3 separate regions of the Sus scrofa genome follow, and regions 2 and 3 are each linked to region 1. The links are chromatin contacts, called in public Hi-C and promoter capture Hi-C maps. All regions are on one chromosome and are shown on one strand. The core of a region is the stretch at or near the end of the contact, and the rest is flanking DNA. Distances in the headings are between cores, read along the strand shown. Region 1 holds the start of PSMC4 (26S protease regulatory subunit 6B). Region 2 holds the start of FBL (rRNA 2'-O-methyltransferase fibrillarin). Region 3 has its middle 26 kb from the start of DYRK1B.

Region 1 (4,563 bases), core at 906-3,405:
AGTGATGTCTCAGACTGCCCTCACCGTCTCCCCACAAACCGCTTTTCTGCCTAAGGCACCATCTCAGGGATCACCCCACTGTCCCCCTCCGTGCTATAGACCAAAGACACAAGCCTCATTTTAGACATCTCCCTCCCTTCACTACCTCACAACCAGCCCATCAGTGCAATTTCATTGCCCAGTCACACACCTTTCCCCACAAGCTTTACAAGAATACGGCTTGGTCTCGAGGAGCAGAGGCCAGAAACAGGAAGAAACAGATCAGACACAGAGACAATGACCATCATGAAGGCAGAGCCTAGATCCATGTTAGCAACAGCAGGTACTGTATACAGAGTCCTTACCAAAGCCCAGTCTCTTAACACATCACCTATGCTTTCAAACTACAGGTCCTAATCCAGTAGTAGTTTACAGAGTCATGATGAGAACAGGGTTGAAAACGAATTAGAGCCTGTCACACATAGTAAGACTAACCATTGTTTGGCCAAACTTTTACTATATGTTATATACACGCACACACACAAAAAGAAAATATGAAACACATTTCCACTCTTGTATCAGATCAAAATACTTTGAAAGACACCATTACACTGTCTTGCCTCGTTTGCCGTGCTAAGTTCCTGGCACATGGTAGGAAACAGTTAACGGCTGTTGCATGGACAGATGAGGAAACAGCCCCTGCCCCCACGCACCTGTGGTGGAGCCCACGATGGCTGTATTCTGATCCACAGCCTCCAGAAACTGCCCGATAACTAGTGGGATGCTTTGGATTCGCTTCACCTCCTCCTGGGCGTGGAGGAATTCCTTCTTCAGGTTCTTTTGCTCATCCTTGATGTACTCCTCCTGCACCTCCAGGAACTCCAGCTCTTGCTGCAGCTTCTGTGAACAGAGAGGAGAGAGGCAGGGTATGGCTCCAGGCCTTGCTGACCCAAGGAGTGGTGAAAGGTGGGGAAAGTATGGGATGCTGGGCCCAGAGCAGTGTCCGGATTGGGTCTGAATTGTACCTTGTAGCGGCTGTACAGGTCCTCCAGGTCCTCAGGCTCAGGCCCCAAGAAGGACAGGCCAGTCTGGGGCCGTGACACAGACAGAGCTGGGATCTCATCCTAGACCATGGAGGGAAACACAGTTTGGAAGAGGGTCCCCTTATGAAAAAATCTAGAGTCCCCTTCCCACTTCAGCATAAAGGCACTTGGCCACTAAATCGATTCTGGAAAGCTCTCAGCCACCTAAACAGGTTCCTGAAGTCATTCAGCTACTAACAAGCCCCTAGGTCAACCAACCTTCCAAACAGGTCTTTTGCTATCATGTCCCCAATGTCACCCAATTCCCAACGAGGGCCTAAATCAACTACTTACTAGACCCCCAATGCCCTCCAGCGCCCCCCACCCCAAAGCAGGTTCCGGCCCTCTCAGTTGACTGTTAAAGTCACCATGACTTCAAACTGTCCTGGAATTATTACTCAGTTACCCCCTAAAGATCCCTCAAGTCACAGAACTCCAACTCACATTAGGCCCCAATGTCATCCAGCTCCCCAGGTAGGCCCCAAATACCATTCGGCCAGACCACAGATACTACTCGGCCCTCAAACAACAGCTAAGCCCCGAATATCAGTCAGCTCCCAGCCCAGCCTCTGCTATCATTCGGCCCCACGGCCAAGGCTCATCACTCATCACCCGACCAATTCCGCCGGGCCACCGATGTCACAGCACTCTCTGCTAAACTTTGGAATTATTCAGTCCCAAAGAACCTCTAATGCCACTCGTTTCCCCAGCCCGCTTTCTGAGCGCTACTGCCCTCCTAACATCACTCAACCACCCGCTCCAGGCCTCGGGACGGCACGAAGCTCTCTACCGAGCCCTTCGAAATCACTCAGACCCAGGCCTGGATCCCGCAAGTCACGCAGCATCCCATGCAGGTCGGCTTCCCCCTCTCCCCGAGAGCCAGACCCCACCGGACCTGAGCTTTCTCCACCAGGATGCCTATCTCCTCCATAGTGACCAAGCCGGCCTCTGTGTGGCCCGGCCTAATCCAGTCACCGCTTCCGCTGACGCCAGCGGAAAGCCAGGACCTGGTGCCTTCTGGGAAACGTAGTTTTAAGACACCACCGAGAGAAGGCTGGAAGGGCCGGACAGGTGGAGGGAAGGGCAAACCTCGTCCTAGGCTCCGCCCCAATATGTGCGCATGCGCACTCGGTTCCTTGCGGGCTCGCGCGCGCTGGGCCCTGGAGCGGTGCGCTTGCGCAATAGCTTGCGGTAACGGGGTCTCGCGCGGGCGCTTCCCGCTTGTGTGTTCTTGCCAACCGAGGAGCGGTTCTCTTTTTTCTCTTTCACTTGAGGAATTTCTCAAGAGGTCTGTTAGAATGTCATGGCCAAGTGCTCTTCTTTCTTATTTAGTGGTCGGGCTGGAGATGCCTTGGGCTGCGGCCGAGGATTGCCTCCTGCGCGGGGGCGGGAAGACCTGGACTGCCCCTGAGAATTAGCCGCGAATCAAGTAGAACCTACGCTTTAGGGCTGGAGAAGGTGAGAGCAGCAGTGCCAGGAGTTTGGTCACGCAGGAGACCTGCAGCTCTACACCAGGCCCTGTGCTTAAGTCTTAGGTGCTTAACTTAATTGAATCTTGACAGACTTTATGTTCCCTTTACAGGGACAGAAACCAGAATGGGGCCCCCATCTGTCTGTTCCCAAAGCCTGTGCTTCAGGCCCTGGGGGTACACCGCTGCTCATCACACCAGCTACAGTTTTGTTCTGCCTTTTTTTTTTTTTTGGCTTTTTGGCTTTTTGGCTTATAGGCCGCAGTTGCGGCATATGGAGGTACCCAGGCTAGGGTCAAATCTGAGCTGTAGCTGCAGCCGGCCTACGCTATTGCCACAGCAACGCGGAATCCCAGCCGCGTCTGCGACTTTTACACCAACGCAGAATCTTTAACGCACTGATTGAGGCCAGGGATCGAACCCGTGTCTTCATGGATGCTAGTCGGGTTTGTTAACCGCTGAGCCAGGACGGGAACTCCAGCTACAGTTTTGTTAAGTAAACTTTGTTCAAGTGTAAGTTCAGAGAAATATAAAGATCATTAGCGTACAGTTCAACGAATTTACACAAAGTGAACACCCCCATATAACCAATCCTTAGACCAAGAAACCAAACATTAGCAGACCACAGAAGCCCTGCGCACTCTCTTTTCTGCCACCCTCATCCCTTCTGAAAGTTATCACTGACCTGATTTCTACCATGGATTACTTTTGTCGGTTTTCAACTCTCTGGGGACCCCATACAGTGTATGCTGTGATTTAGCTTCTTTTACTTAACATTATGTTTGTGCGATAATACTGTATGTAGGGATAGTTCTTTCGTTTTCATTTCTGTATGGTTTCCATTGTGTACCTAAAACTGGATATCTTCCAGTTTGGTTCTATACTACATATGCTTGTACATTTCTTTGGTAAACATGGGAACACATTCAGGAGCAGAATTGCTGGTCAGAGGGCAGGTATGTGTTTAGCTTTAGTAAACGCTGTCGAACTAAACTAACTTACACTCCCACCAATTGAGCATGCATTTGATATTGTCTCTATTTAAAAATTTTTTCCATTCTCCTGGGTGTGTGGTGGGTTGTCACACCAGACACCCTTTTGTATGCTTCTTTTAGCCAGGCAATTTAAACCATGATCTCTGAATCCTTACACCACCCTCAGGGGTAGGTTTGTCTTTTTGTTTTTGTTTTTCCTATTTTGGTTGCCCCATGGCACATGGAGATCCTGGGCCAGGGATGAGATCCAAGATGCAAGTTGCCTATGCAGCAGCTATGGCAATGCTGGATCCTTAACCCACTGTGCTGGGCTGGGGATGGAACCTTTGTCCTGGTGCTGCAGAGACACCGCTGATCCCATTGAGCCACAGGGGGAACTCCAACGTCCCACTGTTTTTATTTTCACAAAATAAAAGGGAAAACAATGGCAACAAATCCTTCATTTTTTTTTCTCTGCGTCGACAGCTCTCAATTCCATCTTTCAGCTTTCTGCCTGACACCCAAAAGGCATCCCAGATTTCTACTTGAGTCTTAGAGTCTGTGACTTAAAACAGAATCCATCATCGTCCTCCTTGTCTCTTGTTCCCTATTCTCCCAGTTTCCACACTTCAGATTCAAACCTATGTTATCTTTGCCATTATTCTTCTAAGCCCCATCAAATTGTCTCCAAGTTCTCTCTGCCGCCTCTGCAATGATAAATCAATGGAATCCAATCCTTTGGAATCTTCGTGGAGAATAATCATAGGTAGCCATTTCTTGAATACTGTGTACCTGGTTCTTTGCTAAGCATTTTACCTCATTATCTTATTTAATCTTCACAACAACCTTAGGAAGCAGATAGCGAAAGTAACTATACAGAGTGCTTACCTTGTGCTAGATTTTATACATATTGTGATTTAATCCCAGATTCAAGTGGAATTTGAAGTGGGAGCTGTTATCCTCTTTCTCAGGTCCTACATGAGAAACCAGGCTCAGAGATGGGAGGTCACTTACCCAAGATCACACAGCAGTTAAATGGTGGAGCTGGCATTCAAATCC
Region 2 (4,988 bases), core at 537-3,036, 80 kb after region 1:
GCCGGTGGCTGCATCTCTGATTCTACCCCTAGCCTGGGAACTTCCATATGCTGCAGGTGTGGCCCTGAAAAGAAAAAAAAAAAAAAAAAGACAGCATAGGTTCATTCAACATAAATTAGCCGAGCACCCACTGTGCCAGGTTGTTCTAGGTATAAAGTGACACAACAAGGAACAGGACAGACCAATGGATTCTCCTGGAGGTTGTTAATAACTTCTCATAGTACCACTCTTTTTTTATTTTTTCTTTTTCTGTATTGTATTGTATTGTATTACATTGTATTGTATTTGCTTTTTACCCAAGCCACAGCAGTGACCTGAGCCGCTGCACTGACAACTTGGGATCCTTAACCTGCTGAGCCACAAGAGAACTCCAATGCCACTTTTTTGTTTTTGTTTTTGTCTTGTCTTGTCTTCTTGCCTTTTCTAGGGCAGCTTCCCGCGGCATATGGAGGTTCCCAGGCTAGGGGTCGAATCAGAGCTGTGGCCACCGGCCTACGCCAGAGCCACAGCAACTTGGGATGCGAACCACGTCTGCAACCTACACCACAGCTCACAGCAATGCTGGATCCTTAACCCACTGAGCAAGGGCAGGGATCGAACCCGCAACCTCATGGTTCCTAGTCGGATTCGTTAACCACTGCGCCACAACGGGAACTCCCACTTGTTTTGTTCTGAGGAACAAATATATAGGATGCATATTCAAGTTATAAAATTACAAAGCACAAATTTCTCAATACTTAGGCAGAATCTGCTCACTCCTCACCCCTTCCTCTGCCTGCATCATGATCCATTGCAGCAGGGCCCTCATTGGTCTCCCAAACCTATTCCTTCACTCAGTTTCCCACATACAGCCAGGCGACCCAAGTGAGATTATATCCCTTCTTTGTTCAGGAACCTCTTTCTCTCTCAGAGTAAAAGCCAAAATTATCACCCTAAAGCTCCATACAATTTGCTTTGTCGACCTCCCTACCCTCATCTCCTCCCCCTCTCCCCAAGATTACTCTGCCCCGACCACATCCCTCACTGTTTCTGCAACCCTCCTTACCTTTCCTGCTTCAGGGCCTTGGCACCTGCAACCCTTGCTGCCTGCGTTCTCTTCCCGCAGATAGAACATGCCTCCCTCCTCATCTTCTTTCGCTCTTTGCTCAAAAATCACCAGATGGGCTCCCTGACCACCGGGTAAGAAATTTCACACACTGTCCCCCACTCCCAACACCAGTCCCTATTCCCTCCCTGCTATTTTCTCCAAAGCACTTACAGCCTTCTATCATTCAACAATGATTTTTACTAACTATCATTCAACAATGATTTTTACTAACTCGTTTGCTGTTTGTTTCCCCCACTGCAAGATGAGCTCCAGGAGGGTGGGGATGTGTCTGTCTTGTTCTCTGCCATATTTCCAAAGCCTAGAACAGTGCTTCGTACATTCAGGCGCATAATTAGTGCTTTTCAAATGTATGAATGCGAGTCCAGAGTTGGCCCTTGTTCTTGGGGGTGAAAATGGATTAGGGAAGGCTTTGAGGTGTAGAGGGAAACTTAGGGAGTTAATCAGGAATAGAGAAGAGGAGCTAGGGTAGCCCGTGCGAAGGTTTGGAGACCTGATTACTGGGGTGCTTGCACAGGTGGAGAGGAAGCGGGAAGAGTGTTCAGGCAGCAAGCGCTGCACAGGAAAGGCGGTGCCAGCGGCGGTCGAAGAGGCGGTACCGGGAGGGGCTCGGGAATCCCCGCCCACAGCGCGCACACAAGCCATGGGCGGGGCTGTGGCTCCGAAGGATGGGGTCTGCGTGCTTGCGTCACGCGCCGCACGTCGCCGCGCGCCTGCGCTCCTTTCCACGTGCGTAAACCCGGGACGCGTGGAGTCGAAAGAGCCTCAGATTACTGAGTAGCGAACCTCTGTGCTCGCTATGAAACCAGGTACGGGCCGGGGTTGGGATCGGGGGTCTGGGACTGGGGCCTGGTGGGGATCGGGGTGCCAGTCCGGAACGAAGGGGTATGGTGGTCTTGGCCTGGAGGCAGGAGTTCTGAGCCCCGGATCCGGTCTCTTGTGGGGAGGGGGGTCTTGGTTCCGCTCTCCGGTGTGGGTGAAGGGGGCTCGCTTTTGCATGGTGATTGAACTTGAGCCCGGGGTTCGGGTTCCTGGTCTGGAGCTTTGTGACTGGCTTTCCCGAGGTCACAGTCGTGGGTCGAGGGTCTTTGGCGTGGGCTTGAGGAGGGTTGTGTCTTGACCTGGGATTCGTTTCATTGAAGCTGTCGTTAGAGGTCTTGGATGTTGGCCCGGCGGCAGCAATCGCGAATACTAACCCAGAATCCAGATCCAGGCATCTAGGGTCTCGGATCTCTGGGTGTGGGATTTGGGAATTTGTCCTGGTTCGGAGGCGGAGAGTCGCTGATTCGGGGGTCCGAAAGCTGGGTCTGAGAGGACCAGGTATGCTCCTGTGTCGCCACCGCTACTGCGGTACCCTTGGCCCCAACACCCAGCTTCTCGGAGAGGGCCGGCATGGATGGATTCTCCCGGCTTGGTAGTCTCTCTGGCCCATTTTCCCGCTCTCCACTTACCAGAGAGGGGCGGGTCCCTGAGGATGGAGATCCTGGGCCTAGTGCTGATGAGAGATGAGATGAAACTTGACAGCCCAGTATAGGATTAAAGTGGGGGGGGGGGCGCGTAATCACGGAGCATGAGTGTTTTTATCCATTCCGATCTTACTCGAGATTTTGATGAACCCAGTGCATCTCCCTCTTGGTCTAATGATGAGAGTACAGGCTTTGACAGCAGAAGAGCCTCCGTTCAAAGTTTCAGTCCTCACTATGCTTAATTTACTGTGTGATCTGGAGCAAGTAAGTGACTTTCTCTCTCTGAGCCTCTGTTATCTCATCAATGAAAAATGGCACCCAGCTCTAATTTAGTGAAATCATGTTAAGAAGAAATACCGGGAGTTCCCATCGTGGCGCAGTGGTTAACGAATCCGACTAGGAACCATGAGGTTGCGGGTTCGATCCCTGCCCTTGCTCAGTGGGTTAAGGATCCGGTGTTGCCGTGAGCTGTGGTGTAGGTTGCAGACGCAGCTCGGATCTCGCGTTGCTGTGGCTCTGGTGTAGGCCGGTGGCTACAGCTCCGATTAGACCCCTAGCCTGGGAACCTCCATATGCTGCGGGAAGCTGCCCTAGAAAAGGCAAAAAGACGGAAAAAAGAAAAAAATCAGCACCTGCTGACAGTCATTTCACAATATACCAGTATCAAATCAACAGGTTGTATGCCTTGAACTTACACAACGTTATATTATGTCAACTGTATCTCATATAGCACAGCCCTTGACATATAATAGTATTGGCTCCAATTGTTATCTTCTTAAGGGAAATGAGATTATGGTCCTTCTTCCTAAGTCAGGCCAAGCCCCTCCCTGTAACTTGGTTCCCTTGGAGTTGGGGAAATCTTCTATCCTGACCAAAAGTTTTTGTTTTTTTTTTTTCTTCCTTTCCAGTCCCCCCTGACCCCAGCCTGTGGAGGGATGGGGTCATCTGGAGGTGTCGGGGGGAGGGGGAGGCTGTTTTGTGGGTCCATGCTGCCTCCCAAGTTCCCTTTCTCTTCTTCAGTGTTTGGGGATCTACTTGTGGAATGAGAAGTGCCAGGAGGGTGTCTCCATGAGACCCTGGTATGCCTGCAAGCATCCTGTGGTCTGATTACCCCAGGAGTGGCGCAAGATACACCTTCCTTCCAACCCCTCCTTCGCTGTATTAGGCTGTAAAGTTGTAGAAATTGTCAGGAGTCAGCTCTTTAGCAAGGAGTTTAATCTGGTTGAGAGAAGAAGCCTTTGGGAGATTCTGAACCGAGACATGATGTCAGTCAGACTTGACTGAGACATTTAAAAGGATCCTTCCTGCTTCTGTGTATAAAAGATTTTAGGAGGGGGAGTTCTTGTCGTGGTGCAGCGGAAAACGAATCTGATTAGTATCCACAAGGATGTGGGTTCGATCCCTGGCCTCGCTCAGTGGGTTAAGGATCCAGCATTGCCGTGAGCTGTGGTGTAGGCCAGCAGCTGTGGCTCGGATTGGACTCTTAGCCTGGAAACTTCCATATGCCACGGGTGCAGCCCTAAAAACCAAAAAAGAAAAAAGACTTTAGGGGAACAAGAATGAAAGCAGGAGGAGTTCCCATCGTGGCGCAGTGGTTAACGAATCCGACTAGGAACCATGAGGTTGCGGGTTCGGTCCCTGCCCTTGCTCAGTGGGTTAACGATCCGGCGTTGCCGTGAGCTATGGTGTAGGTTGCAGACGCGGCTCGGATCCCACGTTGCTGTGGCTCTGGCGTAGGCCGGTGGCTACGGCTCCAATTGGACCCCTAGCCTGGGAACCTCCATATGCCGCGGGAGCGGCCCAAGAAATAGCAACAACAACAACAACAACAAAAAAAAAAAAAAAAAAAAAAGAATGAAAGCAGACTCATCAGTGGGAAGTTGGTTGCTGTCATCTACTAGGAGATGATATGGCTTAGGCCAGGGTGGTAGCAGTGGACCTGGCTGACAAATTGTCACCATTTGGGAACATATTTTGAAGATAGAGCCAACAGCTTGTATGCAGGTGTGAGAGAAGGGTCAAGGACAACTGAGGGTTTGGGCGTGTGTAACTGGAGGGGTGGAGGTGCCATCTTTGAGAGGGAGAAGGCCCGAGGTGGAGAGCAGTTTAAACTGGGGGTCTGTGGACCATCCACCCAAAACTTCTAGAAAAAGGTGTGTGAATGTGTGTGTTGTTCAGTGCATCTTTCTAAGAACCCAGGACCTGAAATGGATTAAGACATATTTCCTCACAGTGCTTGCTGAATGCAAGTGATTTAAAAAGGAGACATCTGGGGTTATGGCATAAATCCCCTTTATAATCGCTATGAGTGGAATTTTGTTATTGTTATTGTTAGATCTGTTTGAACTGTTTTAATACATGTGGCCTTGTAATTTAAAAAAAAAAAAAAAGGCTGTATTTTGAGTATTGACTGGATC
Region 3 (4,825 bases), core at 72-2,571, 120 kb after region 1:
CTCTCCCCAAGGATAACCGCTCTGCTACTCTTTTGTCTTTTTAGGGCTGCACCCATGGCACATGGAAGTTCCCAGGCTAGGGGTCAAACTGGAGCCGCAAATGCACGCTTACGCCACAGCCACAGCCTTGCCGGATCCCGAGCCACATCTTCAAGCTTTGCCTCGATGCCAGATCCTTAACCTACTGAGTGAGGCCACAGATCAAACCCGCATCCTCATGGATACTAGTTGGGTTCTGAACCACTGAGCCACAGCAGGAGCTCCTCTGGGCTGACTTCTCATGGCCATAGGTTATTTTTTTTCCTGATTTGTTACACTGTATAAATGAAATAATAAAATGCATGGACTTCTGGGTTTCCTGTCTTAACCAGGATTTCTATGCTTGGGCCCATCCTGTGTGTACTGGATGTGGGTTATATTGGCCTGTCCATCATCCATTCGTTTTTCCAGGTACAACACCCCAAACTCCCCCGCTCTCTTGGTCTGTGTGTTTTGGGTACAGCGGAGTCCACCTGCTAGGGGTGAGCCCATACCCTAGGCCTCACAGCAAGAAATCGTCCATCTCCCCAACCACAGTAATTGCTCAGAAATGGGCCTGGGACCCAAACCTGGCCTGAGAAACTTCATATGCTGCTGGCATAGCAAACAAAACCAAACCAAACCCGATGTCCACTATACCGCCTTCAAAGGAAAAGGCACCAGGAAGCCTTTGTGCTTGCTCATTAAACTCCACAGGATGGGCCCAAGCATAGAAATCCTGGTAAAACAGGAAAGCCAGAGAGGTTGATGCATTGAACCTGCTCTGCAGCAGTGTCCCAAGCCACTGCAGTGACAACATTGGATCCTTAACCTGCTGTGCCACAGGGGAGCTCCAAGTGAGCACGATTTTATGGTGCTGCTGTGTGGACCAGTGAGTTAATGGAAGTAAATCATTCGGAACCGTGCCTGCACATAGTGCACGCTCACTAAAGTTGGACCCACGGTTCTCAGACTCGGTCAAACTTTAGAGTCACCTTGGAGGGCTTGTTAGAATTATTGCTGCCCAACCCCCTTGGAATTCTGATTCTAAGGAGAGCCGGAAATCGGCATTTTTAACTAGTTCCTGGGTCAAGCTGATGCTGCTGGTCCAGGGACCCAGTTTGAGAACCACCAAATCAGGCATTCTTGCTAGGGGTCTCCAGTTCTCTCTGGTAGTTCTGCAGTCACCTCAGGTGCTCTGGACTCGCCCTTTCCGCTGACTCAGGCTTCTGTCTCCTTGTCTCCCTCCCTTCTGGCACCACCTTTGAGAGCTGGCTTCTCTGTGCTGGTAATCGGAGCTCTGAGCCCAGCTTTCTGCTGAGAGTAGCCCCAGCCTCCACCTGTTCAGGGAACCTGATTGATGGTTTGTGCGACCACAACGGTTCCTTTTTTGGCAGCCTTCAGAGCTGGCTCCAGCTTTCTTATGTAAGCAGACACCTTTCCTCCTAACCTCTGGGAGGCTGCAGTTGCCACTCATTCCTGATGCTGGCTGTCCAACCCCCATCACACTCACTTACTCACCCCGCCCCCATCACAAGCCATTTCTTTGTTTTGCTGATATAAATGGTTTAAATGGAGGACCGGTCCCTCCAACAAGCGCCTCTGTACCTTGGCCTGTTAACCAGAGCAGGAAGGTCCATGCGGCTGGAGCTGAGAGCCAGGGGAAGGATGGCAGGGCACTAGGTCAGACATAGAGACTGGACAAGCCTTTATATGTCATGAGAAGAGCTTGGGCTATCTCCTAACAGTGGTAAAAACTTTTTAAACGTTGAAAAAAATTGTGACACAGTATATCAATGTGTATATACACATACATTTATAAATATATATACAATTGAAAAAAAAATGATACACTGGACAACCATGTAACCACCACCCAGGTGAGAAATGAGACATGGCCAGTCAAAACCACTCCTAACGTGTGGATCCTGGACCACCAGCGCAAATGGAGGTCCCGAGCTACAGTTCCATCCATCTCTTCCCATTCCGTCTACACCCTGAACCCTTGAGTCATCCATGCCTGTGTGAGGACACCCTCATGGGCAGAGCAGAGCTTCGTCCGTCTCCCCACATCACCCCTTGCCCACACCTTGGCACTAGAGGTGTGGACACCAGCATGACCTGCCCTGCGTGTAGTGGGGGCAAGATGGCCTGGCATGAGGCCCACACAGGTGCTGGAAGCAGGCTCAGGAGCACTTGGGTAGGGGATTCTACAGAATTGGGTTCCCTCGAGCATGGTCTGATACTGCACTATCCCAAAAGGTAGCCACTAGTCATATGGCTTAAATTTAGTTAGCAATAACTACGCCTCGGATAAACCTCACTGGCTGCGATACTGCCACTGCGCAAGGCTTGGCTTAAACTTTAATGAGAAATGAAATAAAATTAAAAATTGAGTTCTTCAGTTACACTAGCCATATTTGAAGTTCTCTGTAGCTACATTTGGCTACTGTCCACTGCACTGGACAGGGTAGATAAAGAATTCTATCAATGCAGAATGTTCTATTGGACAGTGCTAGTTAGGAAGGAGGAGTGATTTAGGTTCCGAAAGACAGGAAGCTATGACCCCCTGCACTGTGGGCGGGGGGTAGGCAGCAAAAACTTACTCTTAAAAAAACAAACAAAGCCAAAAAAACACTTCCTGTTAGAGTTAACAAAGCCTTGCACGTAGCCATTCTATAAATATGTTCAAATAAGTAAAAGGAATCATGCCTTCAAGAGTGAAGGGAAGAAGATCTGATAATGACGTCGAATTAAAAATATCAGTAAAGACTAAAGATTAGGGATCCTGCCTTGCCCTGAGCTGGGGTGTGGGTCGCAGACATGGCTCAGATCCAGCATGGCTGTGGCTGTGGCATAGGCCAGTGGCTACAGCTCCAGTTGGACCCCTAGCCGGGGACTTCCTGTGCCACGGCCCTAAAAATATTTTAAATAATAAAAAAAAAAGAATGATTGCAAATAAATTTCCACCTCAAGACACTGAAAAAGAAGAGTAAACTCTACTGATAGCAGGCAGAAAGAAAATAATAAAAACTAGAGAATACATGGAATACAGAAGAGAAAAATAGTGAAGAATCAGAAAACCAAAGCTGGTTCTTTTAAAGATCAAGACAGTGATATAACATTAGCTACAGATACCCAGAAAAAAAATAAAACTGAAATGATCAGAATCATAAATGGAAGATGACAATTACCATCTATGTCACAGAAATACAAAGGAATATTATGAACTGCATGCCCCATGTATCAATTTAGATGAAGAGCAAATTCCTGGAAAGACCCAAGCTACTGAAACAAAGTCAAGAGGAAATAAGACATCTGGACAGATCCAAAGCAAGTAAAAATATTTAATTCATCATCTAAAAACTATCCACAAAGAAAGCCTAGACTCTGATGGCTCCCCTGCTGAATCCTACCAAACAGTTAAAGAAAAATTAATACCAATTCTTCAATAAATAGGAGGGGCTATTCCTAACTCATTCTGTGAGGCCAGTATTACCCTGCTACCCAAATTAGACAAAAATATCACAAGAAAACTACAGGCCAGTATCTTTTATAAGTACTGACACATATGCAGAAATCTTCAAATACCAGCAAACCAAATCCAGCAACAGATAAAAAGAACCATACATCAGAACAAGTGAGACTTTCCTCTGCCTTCTAGTTCTGGCTGGAAAAGATGGCTCCGCGTGGGCTTCCCGTTACTGTTCTGCAAAGGAGCAACTGACTATGTCCGGCACTTGGCTGCTTTGGGGCCAGCATTCAGGCCAAGAGGGAGGTGTGATCCAGACCCAGGACTGAGGGTCAGGAGTTGTCCTGGGAAGACCTGGGAATGAGGTCTTCATGTCTGGCCTATAGCTGATTACAAATTTTCTGCCATAAAATTGGAACCAACTGGGAGTTCCTGTTGTGGCTCAGGGGTAACGAATCCAACTGGTGACCATGAGGACGCAGGTTCGATCTCTGGCCTCACTCAGTAGGTTAAGGATCCAGCATTGGCATGAGCTGTGGTGTGGGACACAGACATGGCTCAAATCCACGTTGCTGTGGCTGTGGTGTGGGCCGGCAGCTGCAGCTCTGATTCGATTGAGAACCTCCATATGCCTTAGGTGCAGCCCTAAAAAGACAAAATAAAAAATTGGAACCAACTAAAACTCAAACCACTTTTCATTGTGTTTGTAGGAAGTAGAGCACAAACTCTCCACTGTTTGATACTGTGTGTTACATCCATTTGCTTATAGGCAAACTCTAATATATTCTGATTAAAATTTGCATTCAGACACACACACACACACACCTCAGATGAGATTTATTCCAGGAAGGCAAGATTGGTTTCACAGTCCCAAATCCATGAATGTAATACACCATTATCAATAGACTAAGAAGCAAAAACCACATGACTATCTCAATTGATATAAAGAAAATATTTGGCAAAAAATCTCATTCATGAAAAAAACTCTCAGCAAGTTAGGAATAGAAGGGGGCTTCTTCGACCTCATAAAGTCATCCATGAAACACAGCCAACATCGTGCCTAATAGGGAAAGACTGGATGATTTCCCCCTAAGATCAAGAACGAGGCAAGATATCTGCTTTCACTGCTTCTTTCAACATGGTACAGGAAGTTCTAATTGTAGCAATTAAGGAAGTAAAAAGAAAGCATCGAGATTACAGGGAAGGAGTTCCCATTGTGGCTCAGCAGTTTAAGAACCCGACAAGTATTCAGGAGGATGTGGGTTCAATCCCTGAACTTGCTCAGTGGGTTAAGGATCCAGCATTTCTGTAAGCTGTGGTGCAGGTCGCAGACAT

What was found. Promoter capture Hi-C pulls out the DNA fragments that hold promoters and counts their contacts. Hi-C and Micro-C count contacts between places; a contact is called where the count stands out from the background.
Region 2: a contact with region 1 is called in a Hi-C map of fetal skeletal muscle, with 2.7 times the contacts expected there. The contact joins the promoter of FBL here to the promoter of PSMC4 in region 1. A contact is called at or near these places in 2 of 5 promoter capture datasets (fetal liver and liver), 11 of 47 Hi-C or Micro-C datasets (blood, embryonic fibroblasts, epiblast stem cells and 5 more) and 2 of 2 datasets of contacts at active chromatin or transcription factors (alveolar macrophages and skeletal muscle).
Region 3: a promoter capture Hi-C map of fetal skeletal muscle shows a contact between it and region 1, with 2.9 times the contacts expected there. The contact joins the enhancer-like site here to the promoter of PSMC4 in region 1. A contact is called at or near these places in 5 of 5 promoter capture datasets (fetal liver, fetal skeletal muscle, liver and 1 more), 23 of 47 Hi-C or Micro-C datasets (adipose tissue, alveolar macrophages, blood and 12 more) and 1 of 2 datasets of contacts at active chromatin or transcription factors (alveolar macrophages).

What each region holds. Positions count from the first base shown.
Region 1 is chr6:48,403,829-48,408,391 of Sscrofa11.1, reverse strand. PSMC4 (26S protease regulatory subunit 6B) reads right to left here and starts at 2,155. Exons shown (of 11, transcript XM_021094383.1): 1 at 1,957-2,155; 2 at 1,005-1,103; 3 at 693-879. The coding sequence starts at 1,992.
Region 2 is chr6:48,323,231-48,328,218 of Sscrofa11.1, reverse strand. It overlaps FBL (rRNA 2'-O-methyltransferase fibrillarin), which reads left to right and starts at 1,786. Exons shown (of 9, transcript XM_003355924.5): 1 at 1,786-1,914. The coding sequence starts at 1,905.
Region 3 is chr6:48,286,292-48,291,116 of Sscrofa11.1, reverse strand. No RefSeq gene overlaps it. Among named protein-coding and RNA genes, the nearest start is that of DYRK1B, 26 kb to the left of the region's middle. Within about 2 kb of position 1,321, at least 3 of the 83 cell types and tissues checked have an H3K27ac peak or open chromatin away from gene starts, as enhancers often do. A contact at or near this core is called in fetal skeletal muscle, where this site is marked.